Regions from separate parts of the Rattus norvegicus genome. Here region 2 is linked to region 1. A link is a contact called in public Hi-C data. All regions are on one chromosome and are shown on one strand. Each heading gives the region's core, a stretch centred on a gene start, on an enhancer-like site or on the middle of the called end of the contact. The rest is flanking DNA. Distances are from core to core; before and after follow the strand shown.

The links. A called contact is a pair of places that touch in the nucleus more often than the background predicts.
Region 2: a Hi-C map of the A7r5 cell line shows a contact between it and region 1, with 11 times the contacts expected there. The contact joins two enhancer-like sites. A contact is called at or near these places in 8 of 12 Hi-C or Micro-C datasets (the A7r5 cell line, Schwann cells, frontal cortex and 3 more).

Annotation. Positions count from the first base shown.
Region 1 is chr11:39,547,976-39,554,758 of GRCr8, forward strand. No RefSeq gene overlaps it. Among named protein-coding and RNA genes, the nearest start is that of N6amt1, 520 kb to the right of the region's middle. Within about 2 kb of position 2,661, at least 9 of the 93 cell types and tissues checked have an H3K27ac peak or open chromatin away from gene starts, as enhancers often do. A contact at or near this core is called in the A7r5 cell line, where this site is marked.
Region 2 is chr11:39,958,985-39,965,767 of GRCr8, forward strand. No RefSeq gene overlaps it. Among named protein-coding and RNA genes, the nearest start is that of N6amt1, 110 kb to the right of the region's middle. Within about 2 kb of position 3,572, at least 8 of the 93 cell types and tissues checked have an H3K27ac peak or open chromatin away from gene starts, as enhancers often do. A contact at or near this core is called in the A7r5 cell line, where this site is marked.

The DNA.
Region 1 (6,783 bases), core at 1,411-3,910:
TACATCAGGTTACATGCAGTTAGTATCATCTGGATCCCATAACCTAAGGGTGGTCCCTTCTGAGACTTCAACCTCTGGGATGCATCATCCCAACCCAACAGTTGCCTACATTATTTTGGGAGTCACCTGAACTATCGGACAATAGTTCAATATCTTGAAAGAAGGTTTTCAAATATCTTGAAAGAAGGTTTCTCGTGCCTGCCACTGGGGATTTTGTTAGATACTTTGTCAGAAATGCAATAGTCCTGTTAACGGCATCTAAGTATATCAATCTGCTACCAAACATTTGTCTTTTCATAAGCATTCACAATGGAAGATGAATGGCAGTTGTTTATAGCCATTCAACAGCAGGAGTTATTTTTTTCCAAGTTTTACTCACCTTTAGGTACCTTTTCTGACAAGCTTTACAATTCCACCCAAGTAAATATTTTATAGTGTAGCAGGGCTTCATAAATACTTTTATTACTCTAACCCTTTCAGATAAATTTAAGTAAACATTCTTATGCTGGGCCTATAGAAATAATCAAGACTGACCTCAGGTTGCGTATTTTTATACACTGTCAACTTGAGTGCACGGCCTTCACGATGGTATTTCCCCCAGCCATAGGTATTACATTTGCTTCATTATAGAGGTTTAATTTATTATAGAAAAGCTGATATTAACCCGCACGTAAAATCTCGAGTGAAGTGGTGCTCCAAATGATGTCTGTTAAAAATCTGAATGTTAAAACAGTTTCAAACGTTTTAAGAACCTCATTGTAACAAGCAGATTTGCTGCTAAATCACAAGAATAATTAAGAGACTACTAGTGACTTACAAAAGATATAGTGAAACAATAGTAAAAGTTGCTAAAAGTTCTACTTTTTTCTGTAAGGTGAAAACCAGCACAATAGGATTACTCTAATGTGTATTCTTTGCTCACTCCACAAAACTCGGAGAGCATGTAGCATGTCTCCAACTGTTCTTAGTTCATGATAGCTACTTTTTAGCAACTTGTCTAAACGTTGAGTACACTAAGAGTCAAATGGTTCTGAAAAGTCATTCTGCCACCTTGCGTTGATTCTGTATTGTCAGGGCAGCTTTGTGCTTCTGGGAAAATCACCAGAAATTTTCTGCCAACAGGAAAACCGTAACTCTGAATCAGAATTCTAGAATCATCCTGGGCTCGTTCCCCCTTCCCCCCCATTCTGTATTATTATTTCCAAGTTTTCACGAGCCAATCACAGATACTTGTAGCTCAATTGATCCTTATGCCAGAGTAAGGATTCGTTTCTCAGTGTTTTTATGAAGATTTTGAAAGACAAACAACAAAACTTTAATTGAAACCATATGTGACTCTGTAAAAAAAAAGTTTTCTTACATATTCTTAATCGAATGACTAATTGATACATGAAAGCATACATACTGTATTTTGCCACATTTTAATAAAATAAAAACAAAGGAAAAGCAAGATAATATTTTTAAATCTTTTGTGTAACTGGTGAAAAACCAGTGTGTGTGTGTGTGTGTGTGTGTGTGTGTGTGTGTGTGTGTGTGTGTGTGTTGAACTCAGAAAATTAGGAAAAGCAAAACTCCAAACTTCCCTAAAATAGAAGAAAAAGTAAAATAACCCAATAATAACAATAGATTGCCACGAACCTAGTTGACCATCACCACCTAGCACCACAATCCTACTGCACTTGTGAGAACACAATATGTACCCCCAAGGTTGACTCGGGGCATCTTCACAACAGTTGACCTCACTTTCTTTAGTCACATCTTTCCTTGATATTCGGGCTGCTGGACTTTTTGTATCATTCTGTTCCCTACTACTGAATCTTGAAGGTCGTGGAAGAAATACATCAGAAATGTATAGATATGGCAGTTGGGGTGGTAAGGAGAAGGTGGTTATTGTACTAGTCAGACTCTTAAAGGGCCCACTCCCTCTGCTTCCACAAGGACTTTTAACTTACCACAAAGCAACTGATTTTGTGACTACATCCTTCTGAGGAAATGGCCAATGTGAACGGTGTGCTACTGCCATCTTGTGTCCAAGAAGAGCCCCTCTGTTCCTGTGGAGTGCTAGTTGGAGTGAAAAATTGAGAAAAGTTCTGAAACTAGCCTTCGAGCTTCTGCAGTAGCATTTAGGAGGGAGACCTCCACTTCAGGCTGTGGTCCCCATGAAGAAGCAGTTAAACTCCAGAACACATGACATTCTTGAAGTCACCACTGTGTCCATGATTTAACCTGTTCCCCATGGACTTTTACTCTGAGACGATTCTTTTACAGTTTCAAGCAGAAATTGGAAGTCAGAGAAAGTGACAGACGAAGGCAAGAGAATATCACTAATCATTAGAAACTACATGGAATTTTCAAATTTTAGAGCCATAACATTTTCTCTAAGTTTTAGTGCATTATTCACCCAATAAAGTCAACGCTTCAAAAACTTTCTGCTTGGGGTGCTTAGATTTAGAAAAAAGCTTAAAGCCATAAACACTTTTAAAATGCTTTGATTCGTTACATGAAATCAAAAGTATTTTCGGCATGTTGTTAAATGTCAGGCATGTTGCTGAGGGGATTTCCCTATTGTACATAAATATTCAAAAGGTGACTTTAGTTCTTAGCTATTCTCAAAATCTAAGCAGCGTAAGAACAGTCACGGATATTAGAAAGAGCATCGGAATGTCCCAGCGTTAATCTGCCAACCCAGCATGAACTTTCGGTATCCTCGAAATGCTAAGTACATGAGAGAGAATTCCTCCACTCTGGAGAAATAAACGTGTCCCAAATCTCAGTAGAGAGACAAAGTATTACACTACTCTGTCACTCAGTACTGAGTCCACAAAATTATATCAGCTATAGAAGCAACACCAGATATTATGGAGTGTGTCCAGTCATACCGTGAATTCTGTGCCTGAAGGTTTCTGAGGTAATCTTTTGGCAGAAAAGGGATTTTGAGAACTGGTCTTGGCTTTGCATTTGAGATCACGGACTGTGATAGGTGTTTTCAGGGCAGGCACCGCCCACTGCTAGATACATCTGCCTGGCTGCAAGCTGCTCGTCTTCAGAGGGAGAACTGGGTCTCTATTATCATCACTTCCATTATCTGAATCAATCTATTCTTGCTTTTAGATTTTGATCCTACAGTCAGTCTCCTATTAGACAGGCTTTGCCAACACATCCATACAATGTGATGTTAATATAAAATGGAGCTTCTGATAATACAAAATGAGCGGATTTCCAGGCTAACCGTGACCCATTGATCCTTCCCCTAACAAACACGTCTGAGGTCAGGGCCCTTGTACCTGTGCAAGTCCTTGCCAGTAAGAAGGCTAACAGGCTGAGCCGGCATAGACGTTAGGCTGCATTGTTCTAGGCTTGCCCATCTGATATTCCTGACTCAAAGGAAGAGCTGCAGGAACTGATATAATTTTGGAGAGCCGTACTTCCTTCCACTTCATGGTTCTTGACCAATGAAAACAAAGCAGCACCGCCACCACCAGATTTGCTTAGAAATCATTAAAACAGACTAAGTATATAAAACTTTTCTTGCGGACATTACCAGCACATTACCCCCCAACAAGTCTACCCATCTCTGTGAAGTCAGTAAATCTCCTGCAGCACTCAGATGTCGACAGTGGATTCCATTACTTTTTTTTTTTGATATTTTTTATTTACATTTCAAATGTTATGCCCTTTCCCAATTTCCCGTCCACAAGCCCCCTATCGCATTCCCCTCCTCATTCTTTTATAAGGGTGTTCCCCTCCCCAATCACCCCCTTCCTGCCTCCCTGCCCTGACATTCCCCTATACTGGGCGGTTCCAGCCATGGCAGGACCAAAGGCTTCTCCTCCCATTGGTGCCCAACAAGGTCATCTTCTGCTGTATATGCAGCTGGAGCCATGGGTCTGTCCATGAGTGCTCCTTGGGTAGTGGTTTAGTCCCTGGAAACTCTGGTTGGTTGGTATTGTTGTTCTTATGGGGTTATAAGCCCCTTCAGCTCCTTCAATCCTTTCTCTAACTCCTCCCATTCTCAATTCAGTGGTTTGCTGCTAGCATTCACCTCTGTATTTGTCACGCTCTGGCTGAGCCTCTCAGGAGACGCCATATCAGGCTCCTGTCAGCATGCACGTCTTGGTTTCATCAATATTGTCTGGTTTTGGTGGCTGTATGTGTATGGGCTGGATCCCCAGGTGGGGCAGACTCTGAATGGCCATTCCTTCAATCTGTGATCCAAACTTTGTACCCATATCTCCTACTATGAGTATTTTCCCCCTTTTAACAAAGACTGAAGCATCCACACTTTGGTTGTCCTACTTTCTTGAGCTTCCTGTGGTCTGTGGATTGTATCTTGGATAATTCGAGCTTTGGGGCTAATATCCACTTATCAGTGACTGCATAATTGCACACCCTGTGTTTTGTTCTGTGATTGGATTTCCTCATTCAGGATTCCATTACTTTGGAAGCTTTAAAAATGCAGCCATGGTTTATTATACTGACATTGAAATGCCCCATATTGCTGCATGATCTTCAAGAACAGAATTTAGAAGTGTTAGATATTCCTTTAGAACTTTTAGACCCAAAGTTTCTCTCTCTCTCTCTCTCTCTCTCTCTCTCTCTCTCTCTCTCTCTCTCTCTCTCTCTTTTTAACACACACACAAATACTTTCCTATCTATGAATACCATAATGAAATTATGGTAATGAAATATGTAAACATGTAAAATAAAAAGAGGTTTTGAAATCCATAACAGTGGAAACTCTAACTGCTATAAAACAATACTACTGAGGTGGTTGATTCTGACTCCTGAAAATGACCAGAAGCATCAGGTTTTTTTGTTTTGTTTTGTTGCCTATTCATTATCCATATTATATGTTGCCATGGCTGGTCTTGGTTGTCAACTTTGGATAAAATTGAATTTATTAACAGGATAGTTTTGTAGAAAGTTAGACCACCGTGTGGCAGCACAGGTGCTGTTGAAACCTACACTAAGACTAGGAGGAGGCTCAAGGGTCACTGAGGTCATCACTTTCAAAAAATAAATATGGGTTTTGGGAGACTGGGTTGATTTGAATGCATGCACTAGACCCTTGAGCCCTTTGCCTGGTTTGAAAAATGACTGTTGGGCACACTCTAGATTCAAACCCATCAATTTGTCTACTAAGGCCCAGCTTACATAGAAATACGTGTTGGCAGTTCTTACCCTGTGAATTAAATCTCTTCTTGATAAAGTCAGCCTGCCTCCAGCATTCAAAATACTGAGTTTGAAAGGATATACTTTGAGCAGATGACACCTTCCTACTAGACATTTGGAATGCAGAAGAAATGGTTTAAAATCAGAAACCAAACTCCAAAAAAAAAAATTACAAGTTTATTCTAAACTGTACCCAGATATATTATTTCAAATTTACCAAAACATTATTTGTGTGTTTTCAGCAAGAACAAAAACAATAAACATGTGAATATAAACAGCATTGGAGAGGAGGGGTTAGTCGGGAGGCCTCAACCCTACACAAAAACTGTAGGAGACTAAGAGATGTTAAGAACAGTAAGAAACAGTCTTCCCCAGGAAAGAGCACACCAATTGGTTTTTCAGTGCCAAATTGTCAGCCCTGAAAACGTACACACAAGTAACATGATACAGACTGAATAGACTATACATACGTATAATTAGTGAGAAATAGGCTGTAAATTTGATAAAGAGCAAGCACACAGGTATGAGAGGGTTTAGGGAGAGTAAAGCGAAGGGCAAACGATACAATTATAATCTTAAAAAGCAAGAGAAATAATAAAAAAATTAATCGGAGTGTTTGTTGCCTTCTTTTTTATTGGGTATTTTATGTATCTACATTTCAAATGTTATCCCTTTTCCCGGTTTTCCCCTCTCCCATCCTCACTCCTGCTGCTTCTATAATGGTACTCTCCCTCCCACCCACCCATTCCCACCTCAACACCCTGGCATTCCCCTACACTGGGGAAACGAGACTTCACAGGACCAAGTGCTTTTCCTCCTATTGATGCTGGACAATGCCATCCTCTGCTACATATGCAGATAGAACCATGGGTCCCTCCATGTTACTCTTTGGTTGGTGGTTTAGTCCCTGGGATCTCTGGGTGCTCTGCTTGGTTGATACTATTGTTCTTCCTATAGGATTGCAGACCCATTCAGCTCCTACAGTTCTCTAACTCCTCTATTAAGCTTCCTGCACTCAGTTTCATGGTTAACTGCAAGGATCCTCATCTGTATCAATAAAGCTCTGGAAAACCTCTCAGAAGACATCCATATCAGGCTCCTGTCAGCAAGCATTTCTTGGCATCAGCAATAGTGACTGGGTTTGGTGGCTGTGTATGGTATGGATCTCCATGTGGAGCAGTCTCTATATGGCCTTTCCTTCATTCAGTCTCTGATCTACTCTTTGTCCCTGTATTTCCTCCCATGAGGATTTTGTTCCCCCTAATTGAAGTATTTCTTATAGCCTATTTTGCAAACATCTTCTAATGTTTTAGAATATTTTAGTGGGATTCTTAACATCACACATAAAAAAATTCATTTTAGTGAGATTCTTAACATTACATGTAAATAAAAGGTATTAACAATCACAGTAACCTGGAATTGCCCAAGACACTAGTTTCACCTAGGTTACTTGGGAAATCTTTTTTTAATTATAGTTGAGGTCTGAGCTTCAATTCCGATTTGATTACGAACCTAGATTGAGCCATAGTGGTACAATACCGCTTTAAAAAAACAACAAATAGGATTTCGTTTGATTGTATCCACAGGAATTTTGTGTGGTTTGCTGCTGAG
Region 2 (6,783 bases), core at 2,322-4,821, 410 kb after region 1:
GTCTGACACCGGGATTCTGCACAAGCTGGTAGCCGGAGCAGCGACGTGTGTGCTGAGGGCCTCCTCCGAGGGAGGCTGCTGCCTGGTACTTTGCAGCACAGCCGAGGAGTGAACTTGAAAACTCAGGCATGATCGCTTTTCCAAATTTTTCACCATAAATAATCTTTTTTTTAATGTTCCAGTAACTTACCCACTAAGGAAGAAAAAGCAGATGACAGCGTGGGTGTGCTCTTACACACTCATGCGTGGTGTCTTACTGCCATCTGCAGCTTCTAGCGCTCAAGCCACACTCTGGCACCTCGGTGACCTCTAGAGACATGTGCCTGTCCCACACTGGAAGAAAAAGTTCCCTAGGAAAAGAGAGTTTTAGACCAAACTCTTCCCTTTGGTCTTAGCTGTATCTCTGCCCCCATGCAGAAATACACTTAAGTTTGTTCTATTCCCTGGGAGCTTCTTGGGCAGTCGCAGGGGCCCTGGATAATATAAGGAGGGATGGCTGCGCTGAGTCTCCTAGAAATGCAACAGTGCTGTTTTAAAACACTGCGTCCGGGCATCTGTTCCATACACGATTGTCTCTACCATCATCGAGGCCATAGTGTCTGGGGGCTGGGGGGGGGGGGGAGTCCTCAAAGCCAGGAAAGCCCATTTGGGGAATCAAAAAAAAAAAAGAAAGAAAGAAAAAGGACCTCCCGGAGAGTGCTTCCTTGCTTCTGGAGCTCAGGCACTAAAATTCAGATGACCAGCATATCCCTGCACAGAGGGTGTGCATTCCACTGAGGAGTTCACGTTCACCAGCTAAGGAGGGAGCCTTTCTGCTAGGACAGCCACAAGGAAGTGCCACAGAGTAAATGACCTGGACGACAGAAATGTGTTTCTCACCGTGCTGGAAGCTGACCAAGAGTAAAGTTGATTTCCTGTGAGGCCCCTCTCCTCAGCTTATGGGTGGCCACAGTCTCCATGTTGCTCTGTAGCTAACTGAGTGCTAAAATCACGAGCCAGCGGGGTCCCCATTGTGAGGCCAGTATTACAGTCAACGGATTCTCTTCCTGAACCCCTAATAACTTCTCCAGACACCCTAGCTCCACTAATTACAAATGCATTTACACTCTCTGCCCCTTTTCTCTCTCTGACCCCCTTTGTTCTCCCTAACCCTTTTCTCCCTCTTTCCCCTCCCCCCCCCAGCTGTTCCCGGAGCGTGCTCTCTCTCTCTCTCTCTCTCTCTCTCTCTCTCTCTCTCTCTCTCTCTCTCTCCCTCTCTTGCTCTCTCGCTCTCTCATGCTCTCTCGCTCTCTCGTTCTCTCTCTCACTCCCTCTCTCTCTTGCTCTCTCGCTCTCTCATGCTCTCTCGCTCTCTCGTTCTCTCTCTCTCTCGCTCTCGCTCTCGCTCTCGCTCTTGCTCTCTCTCGCTCTCTCGCTCTCTCATGCTCTCTATCTCTCGTGCTCTCTCGTTCTCTCGCTCGGTCTCTACTCCCTTCTCAACTCCCCTTCCCATGCCCATAAATAAACTCTATTCTATCCTTTAAAAACAAACGAACGAACAAAGACAAACACATTTACATTCTGCAGTTTTACAGAGTGAGAATTCAACATCATAACTGGGCCAGGTTGGGGAGGACACCATTCAGTCCCCGAAACAAAATATGAAACTGGATAAGGCTCCTGTCTATTGCTTGAACCCAAACTTTACAGAACATGGACAGTTATAAGACCTCGGGATATCAGGAAAGAAAAGCCCAGAGAAAGAAGAAGGGGTTGATGGTAATTGGAATCTAACAGTGTCCGATGAGGACTTCATCGGGTTAAGACATTCGCTCCCTTGTCTTAGGAGTCCAGACGACGGATTATGAGGTGGGAGGGAATGGGTGAGGGGAGTTGCTCGCTCGATAAGAAAGCAAAAGACAAAAACCAGCTCAGAAAGGAAAGAGGAGCAGACGCGAGGGGCGGACTTGGAGGAGCCTCATGACGCAGACGGTGAACAATCCCTGAAAGAAGGTCCATCTTTTTCTTTTCCGTGTCGTTTCTGTAGCCGGTAAATGGTGCTTTGAAGCTACAGTGTCATCAAGGACACAGAATGTCCTGTAATTCTGAAGTTGTCGAAGAATGAGACAGTAAGTCAACGCCAGTAGATACTCCTCCCAATGCATTCCTCCACTACTGCGTCAGACCTACGAGCTGTTGCTGGACACTGCCCCCTCCATTGGTTATTTTATTTATTACATTTCAAATGTTACCCCCTTCCCAGTTTCCCTCCGCAAACTCCCTCTCCCGTACTCCCCATGCTCCTACTTCTATGAGGGAGCTCCCCAACCCATCTGCTCACGCCTACCTCGCTATCCTAGCGTTCCCCTACGTTGGGACATCGAGTCTCCACAGGACCAAGGGCCTCCCCTCTGTTACTGGACACTGTTAACACCCCATCGCTGAGCACTTTCTGGGCAGTGAGTAACCTAGAGTCATTTCTTACTCGCCTAAAAGTGGGGCTCCGCGCTCTGAACACGCACCCATCAGCCTTCCCTGCCTGCGCCAGTAGAGGACTTTTGTGTGAATTTATTATTTCGTAATACAGTGAGTCACAGCCTCTGTACATTATAACCCTTCTCATGTGTGAAGCTTGTGCTGGGAGTTTGCAGATATCGTTTTTTTGTTGTTGTTGGTTTTTTTTTTTTTTTTTTGGTTCTTTTTTTTCGGAGCTGGGGACCGAACCCAGGGCCTTGCGCTTCCTAGGTAAGCGCTCTACCACTGAGCTAAATCCCCAGCCCCCAGATATCGTTTTATAATAAGCTTCAAGACTCTTCTAACTCACGTGTGTATATATCGAAAGCAATCTTAGACAGATTCGTCATAAAATGTATAAATCTGGTTTTGTTTTTGCTTTGCTTTGCTTTCTGTGTTTTGTTGAGATAAGGTCTCCTGTTGATTGGTCTCAACTTTGTTATACAGATGAGGCAAACTTTGAAGTAGGAACCTGTTTGTACCTCACTACACAGTCTGCTGCTTTTAGACGACCTCCTAGACTGCAAGACGGAAAGACTAAATTATGAACCAAACACGTTTAAAAAAATTGACTTGCAATTTTACAGCAGCTGATATACTCTAACAGCGAGGATATTTCACTTCCATTCACACCCTGATTAGTTGTTTCTGGTTTGCTGATAACGTCAAATCACACCATTCACTGTATGAATAATTCAAAGTTTAGGTGTTCGAGTCGGCCTCAAGAAACTGAAGTATTAACTTAATCAGCCGCTGTTGTCACAATGTGTTCTTCATTAATGAAGACGTTCAAGGACAGAATGGTGGCTCCTTTGACCGTTATTCCCACTCACAGGAGTGGAGCAGACATGATTTTAGTACTTCTTATGAGCTTATAAGGTAATGGCACAGGTGGATCTCTGAGTTCAAGGCCACTCTGGAGTACCCAGCAACAGCCAGGACAACCAGAGCTACCCAGAGAAACCTTGTCTCCAAAAAGAGGAAAAAAAAAAGTTTACAAGATAGACTCAACTGCATTTTATGGTGCAATGATACCATCTGGTGGCCACTGTGAAATATGTCCATTTTCAAGAGACAACTCAAAACTATATACCTAGGATCCTTTCATTGGTCAGCCCGGAAGCAGACACAACGATTTGTAGGTGTAGACAGAGTAGATTCTGACACTCATGCATCTTTACTTCCTAAAAAATGTACCCCTCCGAACACGGACGTGGGGCAGGGGAAACCCTGGCCTGCCTGACCATTTAGAGAACTCCTCCCTGAACTTCTGGCTGTGCTTCCACACACACTAAGAGGTCACCCTGTTCTCCCTGCTGCCTGTCCTCTTTGTCACCTCACTACCCATTCTGCTTCATTCTAACTATTGTGGAGTTGCTCGTCTACCTGAGGTCTTAAAGAATAAGAAAAGCAAAATGTTTTATTATTCCATCAGCTGTCATTCGTATTTGATCAGGTTCCCAACCTGTCACAAGCCACATCTCAGCAAGAATAATAAGGAAAGGAATTTTAAGCCCATGGCTAACTTTCAAATCTTAGCCTAACTGCCCTCAAGAGCAGCAGTGTTTTTCCAATGTTGGAGCTCCAGCGCCACCTTCAGGAAGCTCCGGGTAATGGCACTTCAAAAACCATTAACCCTGGTAGGGAACCCGGTTGGAGCTGGACAGACAACTAAGGAGCGAGTGGCGTTTAGCTTACTTTCTTTTGCTAAATCCATAACATTTTCTATGTGACTCAGTCAAGTTGCAGGGGCATGACAGTAACTAAGACCGAATCTGTAGTGTAGGCGTGTATAATATCTAAAGCTTACAAACGCTTTAGACAGCATACCTACAGAATTAATCTAAATGGTCATCAGAAGAACATACTCATGCTACACCCTACCCCGAGTAGATAGAGCTGACATTTTTATGCGGATGGGGTTGTGTGTATCTTGTCACTGTTGACATGTTTACACATTTTAGGATTACCTCTCATTTACTTTACAGAGGAAGAAACCGAGGTCCTTGGAGGTCGCCCGGCCCATAGCCACACATCCAGCATGGCCTTGTGACATCTGACTTCAGAGTCAGTGGTTCTTAGCGCTGGGTTCATTCTCCCTTTCCAGTAAGCTAGCAGATAGCAAGGAAGCGTGATGCTGGGCGGTAGGAATTCTGACACCCTGTGTCCATCCAACAAAAGCTGCTAGGTTTGGCACATGGAGGAGACTCCACGTATAAAGGTGCGGCGTGGACGCCTCCTGACCTGAGTCCAGGCCCTGAATCCCACAAGGCAGGGGAGAAAGCAACTCCTAAGAGTTGTCCTCTGAGCTCTATACACATGCCTGCTCTTTAAGACACGCGTGCGCAGAAGAAAAACAACTAAATAAAAAAAATATTTCAAAGTAAGAAAGAAAATGATTTTTCTCCTTTCAGTACGTGCTGACAAAGAGGAGCTGTTTTGGCACTGAGTACTCTGAGAGATGAAATTAAACTCTGCCCGATCTAAGTAAATGTTTGATCTGCTCGTGTGATGATCTGTGGAGGGCGTTCCAGAAAGAAATGAAGAGCTGGTGCAAAAGCCCTGAGAGGAAAGGCATCTGGCTGCCGGAAAAGCATAGACAACGTTCATGATAGGAACAAAAAGCTGGAGAGGGGAGCTCCAGAGTCAGACTCACTGAAACACAGAGGGCCAGCCCAGTAAGCCCGACCATAATGGAGCAGGGCGATATATTAGATAAGAAGAAAAGCCTTTGGACGGTGTGAAGCCTAGAAAAAGGGGGGTCACCCTGCTGCCACTAAGGGAAATGCCATAGATGCTTGTAATAGAGCAGAGAGAGAAGATGGTGGTCTTGAGTAGCGGCAAAGGCTGTAGGACCCAAGGCACAATGTATAAGGTGCAGATGTGCTGAGAGAAGGGGAGCTGCGTGGGTTGACAGGGTGCCTGGCTACGGGAGGCTCCTCTGATGCACGGAAGCCAGAGCTGTGTATCAGACCCAGAATGGGGTTCCAGTATCTTGGCAATGGCTTGGTTAACCCTGCCATTGAACCTGACCAAGGACCCACATTCCAATGTGTCAAAAAATGCAAAAACGGGACTACAAAGGCTCGGTGTCTCTAGCTATAATTAGCACCATGGGCCACTGGGTAAGTATGGAAATATGCATTAAAATTAACTTGATCTTGTATAGAGAAATGGAGGTAAGGATGTGGGTATTTTCAAAACATTTTCCTTCGAACCAGTCTCTATCCAGGACTGAACTTGTTGGGCTCAGTTCTTTGCTTTTCTGATTAATACTAGAAATTTCACGTGAGTTTTGAGAGTTAGTGCTGTAATATCTGTTGTTTTAAAGATTTGATTCTTGGAGCTGGACAGATAGCCCAGCAATTAAGAGCACTGGCTTCTTTTCCAAAGGACCTGGGCTCAACTCCCAGCACTCACATGGCAGCTCACAACTCCCTGTAACTCTGGTCCCAGGGGAACCAACAGGCACATGTGTAGGTTAAATACTAACATACACAAAATAAAAATCATTTACTTTTAAAATATTTGTTTCTTTTTGTTTTATGTGGTTTTGTTTTCCCTGCGTGTTTGTGTATATACCATGCGCATGCCTGCTGTCCGAAAAGGGCGGAACCGGATGTCAGATCCCTCCGACCTGGACTCACAAATGTGTGAGAGACACATTGTGGGTACTGGAAAACAAATCTGTATCCTCTACAAGAGCAGCCGCCGGCCCTCATAACCACTGAGACTTCAGCTGCCCTAATATCCGTTTTGTAATGGTGTCTGTTGCTGTTTGGTTATTGCTGTTGGCTGTGGGCATTGCTATAATCCGTTGTGGTTTTAAGAGGATCTGAAGAATTCATAAAGATTCTTGAATGCAGCACTTCGATGGACATATGAGACAGAAAAAGTTGTTTCATCCTCTGGAAAGGCACGATTATCCACTCCACAGAGCTAACCTGCACTTAAGAGTCTAGCCCCTTTCCACTGTCCGCAAGAGGCTGTAAGGACTGGGAATGGTACTGCCCTGTTCTCAGAGCTTCTACAAAATTTCCATTCAATTTCCTCCGAAGACTTGGAGAACAACTGAATTATTCATGTTGCCCCAAACCATCAAGACATATGCTCCACTAAATGATTGCTATTTGGGCAAATTATTCCATACTTTTTTACACTTTCCTCTTTAGCTTGTCTCTTATTGTCTTCAGGGGAACAGATTTCCTTTAATCACTCTTCTTCCTCTTCTTCTTCCTCTGTTTCTTCTTCTCCTCCTCCTTCTCCTTCCTCTTCTTCCTCTTCTTCTTC